Linked DNA regions of Gossypium arboreum: region 2 is linked to region 1. Evidence: chromatin contacts called from public Hi-C data. All regions are on one chromosome and are shown on one strand. Each heading gives the region's core, a stretch centred on a gene start, on an enhancer-like site or on the middle of the called end of the contact. The rest is flanking DNA. Distances are from core to core; before and after follow the strand shown. Region 1 holds the start of LOC108484364 (glutathione S-transferase TCHQD). Region 2 holds the start of LOC108467296 (protein kinase STUNTED).

Evidence for each region. Hi-C and Micro-C count contacts between places; a contact is called where the count stands out from the background.
Region 2: a contact with region 1 is called in a Hi-C map of leaf, with 4 times the contacts expected there. The contact joins the promoter of LOC108467296 here to the promoter of LOC108484364 in region 1. A contact is called at or near these places in 2 of 5 Hi-C or Micro-C datasets (both in leaf).

The regions. Positions count from the first base shown.
Region 1 is chr2:57,231,979-57,238,584 of ASM2569848v2, reverse strand. It overlaps LOC108484364 (glutathione S-transferase TCHQD), which reads left to right and starts at 2,417. Exons shown (of 4, transcript XM_017788126.2): 1 at 2,417-2,667; 2 at 3,462-3,512; 3 at 3,622-3,926; 4 at 4,323-5,132. The coding sequence starts at 3,718. The coding sequence ends at 4,911.
Region 2 is chr2:57,730,247-57,736,852 of ASM2569848v2, reverse strand. LOC108467296 (protein kinase STUNTED) reads right to left here and starts at 3,792. Exons shown (of 10, transcript XM_017767906.2): 1 at 3,266-3,792; 2 at 3,048-3,145; 3 at 1,719-1,968; 4 at 885-1,628; 5 at 545-793; 6 at 298-461; 7 at 126-205; 8 at 1-17. The coding sequence starts at 3,455.

The DNA of each region.
Region 1 (6,606 bases), core at 1,168-3,667:
AGTTTTACTCTTCCAATCGGTTTTCTTTGCTAAGTATCGAATATTGTCCTTCACTCTTTCTAATCAACTGTGGTAGGGAATTAGTATCGGATCTCGGATCTTAGCTCATTGCTGAATTGCTTTTTAGGTGTTGCGGTATTGGTAAGTATTCCTCTCCTATTGACTAAAGTGGCCAAATGTTCATAGTTAAGGTAAAGGGACTTGTGTTGGATACGAGTCATCTATTATTCTGGTTTTAATGAGTAAGATTAATATAGATCTAAGGATTACGTGATCAAGGAAAGCTATTAAGGATTGGTGTTCAAGGTAAGGTTAAGGTGAGGTTTCGGTTTTTGGGTAAAATATGGATTAAACATGCGATTAATGGAAGGGTGATATCATTATAGGTTGGTGACTAAGGGAATCGCGGCACGCTTGCTTACCAAGTGTGTACATACACTGCACACACACACTATGAATCGGCAAAAGCCGAAATACCGAAATGCCGAAATGCTGAAAGTTTGGCTACGGTAGTCTTGTAAGTGCGCGAACACTCGTAAGGGGGAGACCAATAGGTTGCTTGAGACCCACGGGCGATTCCGTGGACTTAGGTTATGATTTGGCCATACGGGCCAGAATGGGCTAAATGGGTCCGATGGGCTGTTGGGCCCATAATAGGCAAAAACTGAATATTGATGCTATGTGATAAGAATTTGTATGTGAGCATGAATATGAATATGACTGGGCCTAACGGGCTATATAAATGTGATTTGGGCCTAATGGGCCATATTTAGGTGATTTGGGCCTAATGGGTCATATGAATATGATTGGGCTTAGTGGGCCAGATACAGGTATGTGAATTTGTTTGGGCATTGTAAGGGGTTTTGGGCCTAGAATATGATAACTACATAAGACTTAATTAATATATTGAGATCGTGGACAAGTCAAAGGGTTAAGGTGTGACAACGGGTATATGCATGTCTAGGATTGGATCTAGGGAGAGCTTGGTACTTAAGCGGTCTTAATGACCCACCTCTTCTTCTCTAAAATCCTACCTGGTGCATAGTATTCGTTCATCTTAGCTCGCGGGAGTTGTTAACGGGTCAAGGTAAGTGGAAACCATAATTAAGGGAAAATTATTGAAACGCCCCTAAGGGCGAAAATGACCAAAATACCCCTAGGTGTGAATGTAAGTTTTGTGGATGTGCCATGCATACATATGATGTTCTGCTTAGGTTGCATATGGGGTGGGAACTTTGGAACGGAGGAAGTATATGAAGATCGTATGGTTGCCTAACAATCGTGGATCCACCGACAGCTTTTAAAGCCCAATATGTAAATGAAGGTAATTCCGCAATCGGGCTACCATTGGTGTGTGGGCTGGGTGGGTCGATATTTATATCCCCACATGGTGTGACGGGGGACGGAGCTGGTGTGTAGCGGATGGATAATTTGGATAGGATTGCATTGCATGTTTGATGATTTCTTTTTGAATGCTTGTTTTTCATCGAGGGTTGTACACACTGAGTTTGCGAAAACTCACCCCCTCTTTTTTTTTTTTCAGGTGATGCTCAGTAGAAGGTTCGATATTTGGAGGGGCTCTGGGTGGCCGGCTAGCAAGATAATTTGGACTTGGTTTTTTTTTTAAACATTTAAGTTTTATTTCTTTTTAAGTGTGTTCAGACCATATTGTAATAAGGTTTTCATTATGTTATTGTTACTTGAATTATTATTATTATTTTCATTGTAATTACGAGAAGTTGAACATGGATTTCTTAAATTATAGTATGTTTTCTACGTTTCCGCAACTAAGTTTTTTTTTTTTAAATCAAATGTTTTAAACAAGGCTATCGTAACTGAAAGGTTTTTTTCTAGTTAATTAGGGTTTCTTTTATTTTAAGAAGAGTTTTCAATGAAAACACGGTTTTCGCTAAAACACTTCAATGTGACGGGCCAAATTTGACCATAACGTCTGGGTCGAGTTTGGGGTGTTACATCACGGTTTGTATAAAATTGAATTAATTAATCGAATCGATTTAATTCGGTCAATTAGTTATCAGTTAATTCGGTTTGAAATTAGGCTATTAACAAAATCAACCGAAATATTTATTGTTTTCAAGATTTATGTAGTGTTTGGTTTTTAGTCGAAATATTTGTTGTTTTTAATGTCTTATTTATTATTTTTACCCCATTTAAAGTTATTTAAACTATTAAATAAAAGAAATTGAACATTATCAATGTATTTTTATTTGTTCTATACTTATTTAAATCAAAAGATAAAAATATATAAATTTTAATTAATTTAAATAATCAATTAAATTAATCGAAATATTTTAATTCAATTTATATATTTAAAAAATTTAATTCAAATGATTCGATTAATAATACTTCTAATTCGATTCATATTAACTAAAACCATAGTTTCAACACCCATAATTCGAGGGGCAGTGTAACAGGGTTCCTATCTTTTGCTTTGCACCTTCCAATTGGAAACTCGTTATTCTTATATAATGCACAAGAACAGAGAAAAAAAAACAACTTTTTAAGTAAAAACGCACTTTCTATGAATTATTCATCTTTCGATCCTTTTCAATTTCTATAAATATACAGTATATAATAATAAACCCACATCAACCCAAAAAAAAAAAACTCTGTAGGACCCTTGTTGAAGCTTCCACTCTCATCTCGGTAAGTTCTTTTTTCTGGGAAAACTGTTCTGGTTTGTTAAGTTGAACCCATTAAATTTCATGGTTTTTTTTTTTTTAAATTCTGATTTACTTCTACAGGTATCAACATCTTAGCAGTTGGGTTTCCTTGGTTATGCTCTGTTTGATTTTTTGGTTGTTTTAAAAGCTTCCAGACTTATACTTTAATTTAATTTGTAACTTCCATGATGATGTATTTTCCCTTCCTGAACTGTAATTTTCGTCAACGACAGTTTTGCTTTCCCGCACTTGGCTTTGAACTATTTGTGGAGTTTATTTAATTGTCTGCATGAATTGAATTTTTTTTTTTTTTGTTGGCTTTTATGAAACATTATGATCTTCTTGTTGGTTTATTTCTTTAATGGGTTTTTGGAGTTGATTTTTTTTTTTTTAAAGTTTGCCCTCCAAAGCATATGATTTCTCTTTTTGGATTGAGGATTCTGCAATTTTGAGGTGAATTGATGTTATAAGGTTTTGGAAAATCATTACATAAGTGTTAAGGTTGTCTCTTTAGGTCTTAAGTTTTATATAAGCTTGCTTTAGTTCCAAAAGAAAATTCATTTACATACATGATTTTGAATCTGAAATCTAGTTATAAATTGCCCTGTACTTCATAGGAGTCATGACAGTGGCTCACTGTTCTGTTAAAGAATTCAGGGAATAAACTTAGCATTTTTTAAGGTTAACCAACATGACTTAACCTTAATGTTCTAATTGAGGATCATACTGTTGTTGTTGTTGTTGTTCTTTTTCAGTCTAATTAACACATTTATGCAGAGTGGCCCTTCGATTGCTGCATTTCTTTTCTGTTCATGGATTCCACTGTTGGTATTATCGAATCATTAATGCTTTAAATTGTTGTGATTTTCTAAGGTTCTTTTCTATTAAGTTTGATGAAATTGCTGATCAGACATTCTTGTTACTGTTTGATTTGCAGACCTCATCAATTCTTGTTCTTGATTGTGGTGTGATAAAGAGTTTCAAAGTTGGTGAAAACAGTGTTTTAATGTTTCAAAACATTCTTAATTGAATCATGCAATTATATCATCATCCATGCTCATTGAACAGCCAAAAGGTGAGGCTTGCTTTGGAAGAGAAAGGCGTTGATTACACCTCATTTCATGTCAATCCTATTCTTGGCAAGAACATGGACTCTTCCTTCTTCAGGATGAATACAAGTGCCAAACTCCCAGTATTCAAGAACGGTTCTCATATCATTTTCGACACAATTGAAACTATCTTGTATGTTCTCTATCTTTCATTCACAATCGAAATTTGCATTGCAAAAACCACCAGAATTGTCTTTATGGTACTTGGTAATGGGTTCCTGAAGAGGATATTCTTCATTTTTTTGTAAAATATTTGTGTCCAGAACTTGTGTCCTTATTGGACATATATCTCAATATGACACTCACCCCGAATCAAGGTAATGTAGGTCATGTCTCTTACTAATTGCTTTTAAACCTTAAAAGTAATTGGAAAGTACAGCATATCTGCTCCTTTAAGATTTCTATGATGGAAAGGTGTCCCATTTTTCATATGTAAAAGAAGTATTCTGATCGAATATGTTTCAGAAATCAGTCAGTCCACCATTGTTACTTAAAGGGAAGATTCTAAAGTTAGCAAAGATAATTGCAGGTACATTGAAAGAATTGCTGTGGTCTCAGTTGGTAACGATTCCTTTAGCAACCAAGAAGTAATTGAATGGATGCAAAAGATACAACAATGGAACCCCAAGTACTTCACCCTATTGCACATTCCTGACAAGCACCGCCTCTACGTTTCTAAATTCATAAGGAAAGTGGTGATCGCTCGGATGGCCGAATCACCAGACCTTGCTAGTGCTTACCACAGCAAGCTCAGAGAAGCATACGAGACCGAGGAGAAGCTGAAGAATGCTGATCTTGTTAAAAGGAGCACAGAAAGCTTGGTCCAATTGCTTGATGAAGTTGAAACAAAGCTGAATGACACAACATATATTGTGGGGGATGAGTTCACGATGGCGGATGCGACATTTGTACCCGTGCTGGCTCGATTGGTGCTTCTGGGTTTGGAAGATGAGTATATAAGTTGCAGGCCAAATATAGCAGACTACTGGGGTTTGGTGCAACAAAGGCCTGCCTATAAAAAAGTTATAGGAAAATATTTTAATGGCTGGAGGAAGAAGAAAACATTAATAAAAACTTGGTGCTCACTTCATATCAGAAATTTGCTGAAGAGATATTAAGGATTTGTGGGTTACAGGTGTACTGTAAATTGATAATACATAAAATGAGTTGGAAAAGCAAATTACAACTGTATGTAACTTTTGCTTCTTGTTATGCTTTTCACCAGGGTCTTTTCTTTTTCTTTTTTTTTTTTTCAATTGGTAAATTTGGTAAAATAAGAGATGTTGATATAAATGTGGAGTTGAAGGATTTAATGTATTATGATTGATTCCAAGGTTGATATGGTTGTTTCTCATGCATTCAGGCTTGTCCCTTTCTGCTATCTTAAGAAGTTACCCAAATCATAAGAGGAATGTCTGGTTCTTTTACAGAAAAGCAGACTCCCAAAAGCATAGTTTTCAGGAAAGGAAATAGAAATAATCAAACAGCAATGTCCTCTACCTCACATATGTTGCAAGCTGTAGTCTTGTCATATCTTCAGACAACTCTTATTATTTTTCAAGTTTCATTCATATACAACCTTAAGAAAGTAACCATGGAACCTACTCATTTATTCTCCAAACAAAACATAATATTCGGATAGAATCATGCTTTAAAATTTTCTATTTTGGCTTTAATTAGATGTATATCCCAGTAATTATCTCAAAATGACTTATTTTTTATATATTCAAGATATGATTGTTTATACAATGGAAGAATTAAGAAAAGTTATCATATTGATCATCAAAGCTAGCATGTAACACTATGCATGTTATGTTAAGAATGCTTTTTTTGGGGAAACGCAAATTAATTTCCATTTTCTAATTAAAGCTCCTTAGACTAGATTCTCTATTTATTTAATTAAACATGGCCTTATTTAAAAGACATATGGAATAATAAATTTTTACAATAAAAAAATCCTTTTAAGAATATGTTTTAAAAAAAATTAGAATTCATTCATTCAAAAAGCTAGCAATTGTAATTGCTTTGATTGGTTTAAATAATTGCTATCATTATATTTGTAAAAATTCAAAAATATTTTTAATAAAATAAAATATTAATATCATATATTAGAATTAAATAAAATAATTTTTGAAGTTTAAATTTTTAGGTTATAGTAGGACCATGTGTTTAAATAAAACAAAATTACCAAGAAATTTGAAAAACAGGTGCAATTTGGAAATAAGAATTAAACTATCGAAATCCCCTCTTGAAATTCCACACAAATGATTTTATTCAAACAAGTAAATTCATTTTTAGAATTTTGAAAACTTTGATACAAATGAAACTCCTCTAAACCCATCATCTAAACACACCCTAAAACACATTCATATCATATATCACATGGCATGCATACTCGTATATTCTCATATAGATCATAACATAGCTCATGGTATAGTTTAACATATCCTACTTAACATACCTCCTAAGTTTATCCATATATTATAACATACTAAAACTTACGCTTTTTCGGCCCCCTACGATGCCTACGGACCCAAATTTTGAGTCCCTCATACGGTCCCAAATTAAGCCCAAAAATTGGCCAAAAGGGCCTACACAACCATGTGGTGTACATGATTTACCACATGGTCGTATGTCATTGGGCAGTTTCGAAAACAGCCTATGTTTTACGATTTTATCAAGTTTCGTTTGATTTTTTGGGTCATTTTCGCACACTTGATGCTAATTCTGATTCACCACTCAATCAAGCACTTCAAATCCTACAAACGACACCAAAACACAATGATTACACTTCGATTTAATTACACAAAATC
Region 2 (6,606 bases), core at 2,543-5,042, 500 kb before region 1:
ACTCAGGAGCCAAATACCTGAAACAATGTGGGATTTTTTTTTTCCATTTTTGTTATTTATTTTACCCCCTTGAAAACAATGAATACAATTAGAAACCAAATAATTTAGAAGTGAAAATGACATACCCAAAGGTCCCTGCAACATCTGTGCAGGTTATATGCGAAGAAGAGGTTGATGCCCATTTAGCAAGTCCGAAATCCGAGAGCTGCATATATCGGGAAGCAAAACATGGGAATTTATTTATGCAAACATCGTTTCAGTTTCTTAAAAAAAAGAAAATACAAAACTGAAAGGTACCTGGGGGTCAAAATCATCAGAGAGTAATATGTTTGAAGATTTAACATCCCTGTGGATCACAGGGTGGTCACTGTTAGTATGCAGATAATCTAAGGCCTCAGCCACCCCAATTGCCACTTTATATCTTTCACTCCAACCAAATGCACCACGATCCTTCTTATTACCTGAGTTATCAATAACCAACTTTAGAAACTACTTCCCGACATCAAGCGACTTAATTAATCATACAATCATATCGATTACTTACCATGAAGGTTTTCTTCGAGGCTTCCTCTTGATAAGAAATCATAAACCAAGAGAAGGTTATTATCCTCATAGCAGAATCCCAAGAGGGATATAATGTTCTTATGATGTAATGTAGTAATGATCTCGATTTCCATAACAAACTCCTTCAACACTTCTTCTGAAGGCTTTAGGATTTTCACCGCGAGTTCCTTGCCGTCTCGAAGGCAACCCTTGTAAACCTGACTGCTGCCTCCTTTCCCAATCAAGTTTTCTGCAAAAACACAAACCAGTAAAAGCAAGTTCAAGTCAATTGGTTCCCAAAGGAGGGTGTTGCAAAGAGGAATGATGAGTTTGAAACAAACCAGCCAAGAAATTCGATGTAGCCGAAACCAGTTCTTGGTACTTAAATAATCTGCAAGTTGCAGAGTATTTCTCATGAAGACCTTCCAATTCTTTTGGCAGGTTTATTGAGTTGTCATCAGGAGAAAGGGGTGCAATGGCATTTTCATTACCAACCGGAACGATCGCGCCGCTTTCTCCATCAAAATTAGAGGCCTTAAATTCGGTTTGATCACAATCTTGTTTCTTATCTGAATTTGTTAACAAAAGAGTACGCCTAGAGGGTAACCGCATCACCCACTGAACCACAGATATCTGCCTCGAAGATCGGTCAGGAACTTGATGTCGTCTATCCGATAAAACCGCACGGCGAAGTAAAGGCCAACCAGGTCTAATTTCAGGCAACTGTTTGATCAACATAGAAATCGAACCAGATGCAACCTCAGTTCTTTCAACAGGCACTATAGCCAAGGATTTCTCTCTATCATTATCATCATCACCGCAGTTTGCAGATTGGTGACAAGAATCATGCAGCAATAACTTATTTCCAGATCCACAAACCGAGCAATTTTCCTTTCCATCACTCTCAAAGTTGCCCGAACCGGCTTTGGTTAAGGCCTGCTCGAATCTCTTGTCCTTGGTCTCATAGGAAACCAGATTGGCCTCGGCATTGGCAATCCCTTCACTTAGTACTTTGGAATTCTTGTTCAATGTTATGGTTCGGTGAAGCGCATTAAGCAAGCTATTTCGTTTATGATCTTCATTTCCTGGAGGAACAAAGAAAAAATTCCTTAAAAAACACGAAAATCTTACACGACATCCAAGAACTGGATGACCAACCAAAACAAAATCTTTACCTTTTGCCCCAAAAATGGTCCCGGGAGAACCCTCCCTGTGGAACACCACTTTCCCATTATTAACAGCAAGAACAGAACAGTTGTTGGATAGTTTCTTGGCACAATACTTGGCTACCGATGTCGATGACCGGATTTTATGGAGTTTGGCGGCGGTTCCAACTATAAGCTTAGTTGCAGAATAAGATTTTGCTTCTCTCACTAAAATTTTGCGAATTGAAGAACCTCTGCATATCTTAAGTTTGAGATCCACCTGCAACATAATTACCCAAAACCGATTTATTTCTTTTTTCTAAGCCTTAAATTTGATACGTGAAATGCTTAATCAATTGTTGTTAGCAGTCTAATCGTGAATTTCTTTTATTTTTTAATTCATCTCTTTTTGACATTTACTATCTTCTATCTGCTTCTCTCTTTCTCTAGCACCGGCCTTCTGTCTATCGTCACCTTTAACGTTATGAAAGCTTAAAAATGGAAATAGCGGGACGTTATTGCCGCTATCTATTGTTGTGATTTATATTCACAATCGTTTTCTTTCCGATAGCGGTGGCGGGTGGCGGCGGTAGCGCTCACATTTTCGGTCATTGCTATAGTGTTGGTGAAATTTTTTTATTTATTTTAAATTTAATAATCACTAACATGATTATAAAAATTCTTTGTGTTGTTAATTTTGAGATATTTTATGATCTTATTTAATATATTTATAATGATATTTATTCATATTTGTATTTAAAATTTAAAATCAGGTATCAATATACAGTTTATTAAGATAAATATAAATATGCATGAGCTAAAATATTAATCCCATCCCAATTTTTTCTCCTCAAAACTGTGCGTATTACACTCTTATTTTAATAAACACCATATATTTTTAACTCATTTATGAACTTTCCCCATCTTCACCGACCAAACTCTTCCCTCTCTTTTAGATCTTGAGAATCAGTTATTCATCAACGATGTTAGAAATCCCTCCCCTGACCTCCATTTTCTTTATTATTCTAGGATCCTAGGGTGCTCTTGTTTTTTATTTGTTAGAACCACAAAACGGGACGTGATTTATATTCACGGCCGCCGTGGCTAGTGCTGGCGCTATTGCTAAGTAGCGGCCGCTATTTCAATCCTAAGTGTAACTATAGCTAAATTGAACATGCAGGGAAAGACCAACTTTCCCATTTCTGATTTTCCTTCATGTTCCAATTGACCAAACAGGAAAGAAAAATGAAGTTAACAAATTCATCATAGGGAAAAAAGAAGAAGGTAGATTGTTATAAACAATGTTTTTTAACAAAAGAAAAAGAAAGAAGAAAGAAAAAGTAGATCATGAAACCAAACCTGTTTCAAATTACAGAATCCTTCATAAACAGCAAGAACAGAGTCAAACGCTTTGACAAGCGACAGAAGTGAAGATTTTCCATCTCGATCCACGATTTCTACACACACACAAAATCCAAATCCCACTTCAATAAACCAGACAAAAAATCAAACCCCAGAAATATTTTCAAAAGAAGAGAAAATTTAAACCCTGAAACAGGAAAAAAAAATTTACTGACCATTGTTACCAAGAACATGAAGAGCAATGACACAGTCACCAGGCTGAGCCACCTTAACCAAAGCCCACGTTAAAAGCTCTCTGCTTGGTGAATCAAGCTTTACTCCAACAACCACCGTCCCTCCACCACCACCACCAGCAGAAGCAACCATCTCTTTGTCTCCAACAAAACCATTCTGTACCATTTTCATTTCTGTGTCAAAACAGAGTATGTTTCAGAGAAGGTGTTCTTGACCAAAGTTGAGGATCATGTTAAGAGTTTATATATGGAAGAGTTAGGTTGTGAAGGAAGGTAGAGGAGAGGCAGAAGCAGTGTTTGAGAGCGTTTTTTTAGGCTTAACCGTCAGTAGTTTGCTTTTCAAGTTCTCCAACCACACTAGATAGAGAAAGGGAAGAAGAGACGACTTGTTTTTTATAAACACAAGTTGAAAAATTATTAAACAATTTATTTCTTTAATTGTTTATTTAATGGAGGGTTTTTTTTCTCAAAAAAAAATTGTAGGAATTAATAATAATAATAATAAAAGTGCAGCCCCTGTAAAATATAGATTCTTAGGTTTTAAATAATAATAAATTTCATTAAATGGGGATGGGCACTACTAAAATGCTACAGACCAAAGCTTTTGCATCATGCTGTGGAAAAAAAACACACACGGACCCAATTTTGTTATTTTCTCTCTTTCTTATTACTTGGGGTAACTTGTAATATTTAACTATGAGTTTGAAGTTGATAGCACGGCTGCATTGCTATTTGCTAACGATGCTTCCCCTCTTCTCATATTTGACAGTAAACATAACTCCCCACTAATTTATATATATACTGATATTTATGGATTTAGTTCTTTTTTTTTTTTATAGTTATTAGAATAGACCCTTTTTTGAGAGAAAAAGAAAAAATAAGTCTTATAGGGTACGTTTTTAGGTTGCGATAACATTTCTCCCAACAATCACAATTTCAATGGTTACATCTCCTAACAGTCTTTTTTTTTCTATATAAACCCCTCTAAACTTCATTCAAATCTATTCTCTCAATAATTTCATTTTAAATCTTTCTCTCAATCCTATTCTCTTCGATTTTATTTTATTCCTTTTAATTTCTAAAATGGTAAATTAACTTATTCATTTGTATAACAAGTACATCTCCGACGTCCAACTACAAATGGTAAGAAAATATTATTAATTTATTTAATTTTAATTAGTTAATTATTATGGTGTTAACATTATTAATTTTATCATTTTTTATATTTATATACCCAGGCCAAAAATCGAATTTTGGAGTCTATACACAATTTATGTGTGAGTGCACCCGTTGTCATTCATGGACATTTGCAAGATTTGGGATTCTTGTACGTGGCTCGCATGCTCGGGGGGGCTAAATTGGACCCCCCACTTATAAGTGCTTTGGTGGAAAAATAGAGACCCGAGACACAAACATTCCATCTTCCCTACGGTGAGTGTACAATTACACTCGAGGACGTTGGTTTATAATTCAGTCTACTAGTCGATGGGGAAGTCGTTACAAGGGCAGTGGTGAGTGCCAATTAGAGCGCAACATGCGAGCAACTATTAAGGAAAGTGTCAAACAAGTTTAAGGGAAGCCAAATCGAGATGGGATGTTTGGAGGATAACTTCAAGCATATTGACGCCTCTGCGAGTGACGTTGAACAAGAACAATTCATGCACGCATTCATTTTAAAGTTGATCGAGGGTTTGCTTATGCTAGGTAAAATTTGAAATCTGGTACATTTAAGGTGGCTACTGCTATTAGTCAACTTGAAAGATGCGAGATGACTCAATTAGGCATCAACGGTGTTGGCGACATTATACTAAAAGATGTGTTAGGCCACAAAACCAGAAAAAGTTAAAATCAACGGTTGCATGCTCCTTCAGTCGTGGGCATGGTATCAACTACCATTTTTATAGCCCCGAGTAGACCCCCTTACGAATCCTTACTCGTAATATGGTAAAATTCGTTTGATAATATCATTATCCTAATATTTTTTCTAGTGTTATAATTTTAAAATAACATATTATTTGAACAGGTGGAATAATTGCGCAAGAAACATAGGTATACTGACCAAGCTCGAGGATATTCGGTTAGCGTTAGATAAAAAATCAGAACAGGAGGTTATTTTATGAAATTTAAAGTTATATAATATTTACTTTAGCTTTTGAAATTAAATATTAGGCACATGCTAAAATTAATAAATTCATACTACAATTTGAATGGATGTCATATGTCGATCCAAGAATTCAAGAATGCATCCTAACCGACTTTTTGGCCAATCGCAACATCTAACACGTCAAAGTGTCTTTGATCGTTTTTGTAATGGTTGAGATGTACGAATTCGACTAAGTGATGTGGCAGTTTGGATGTACGCAACATATTCCACCATCGCCCCAGGATCTCGATGACCTACACAAGATCGACTTGTAGGGGAGACTTGAGGAAGATTAGTCAAAATTCCACCAGAAGTATATCAAGATGTAGTAGTGAAAGTATGATTACTTGCTAACGCATGAACCATTTCTCACATCAAAGTTGGCGACATCTCTGGATTACATTACATGGTTCAGGCATAACGACATGTCATATCTACTATCAAATGGGGAAAGGAGTAGGCAACATTGCCGTAGGAGGTGAAGACGAGTGTCCAACAATCCTAGGCTGGAAGAACAAGCCACAAGGGGAGTAACATTTGCTCCAGCTCCATATGAGAACTAGATGGGCGTGCAACCTCCTAATCAGTATGGTTCATTTTTTCTGGTGCTAACCCAATTTTGTTTTACACAAGCACCACAACACACACCATCATTCACTGCATCAACACCTTCAGGTCTATTTTTAGCACAACTGCCACCCACAGAACCATATTACATGTCATTGTTGCCAGCAACACCGATGTATCTGGTATCACCGAAAATTCTCACATGTTATCCAAAATCGTCTTATGCGACACCATACAGTTATCTGTCGATAATGTCGTAAACAACCTCAGCATCGTTGTTCTACCGGGGTAGGTCATTGTCGCAACTGCCTATTAATACAACGAGGGATGTACGATAGGCTCTTAGGACCTAAACGCACTCAACCACGAAGGAATGAGATGAAGAGAGAGATCAACATTGAGGTTGAGGTGAAGATGAAGATAAAGAAGATGAGGAAACGACACCCTAACTTATTCGACAGAACCCTAGGCGTACCCAACGGTTACTTGGTTGTGGTACACATTCGGGACGCCAATAATTTTGTTATTTGTAATTTTTTTTCAAATAGTTCATTTTTTTAGTTTGTTAAATTTTAACTTGTGTTGTAATAAATGTTTTCATCCATAATGTACT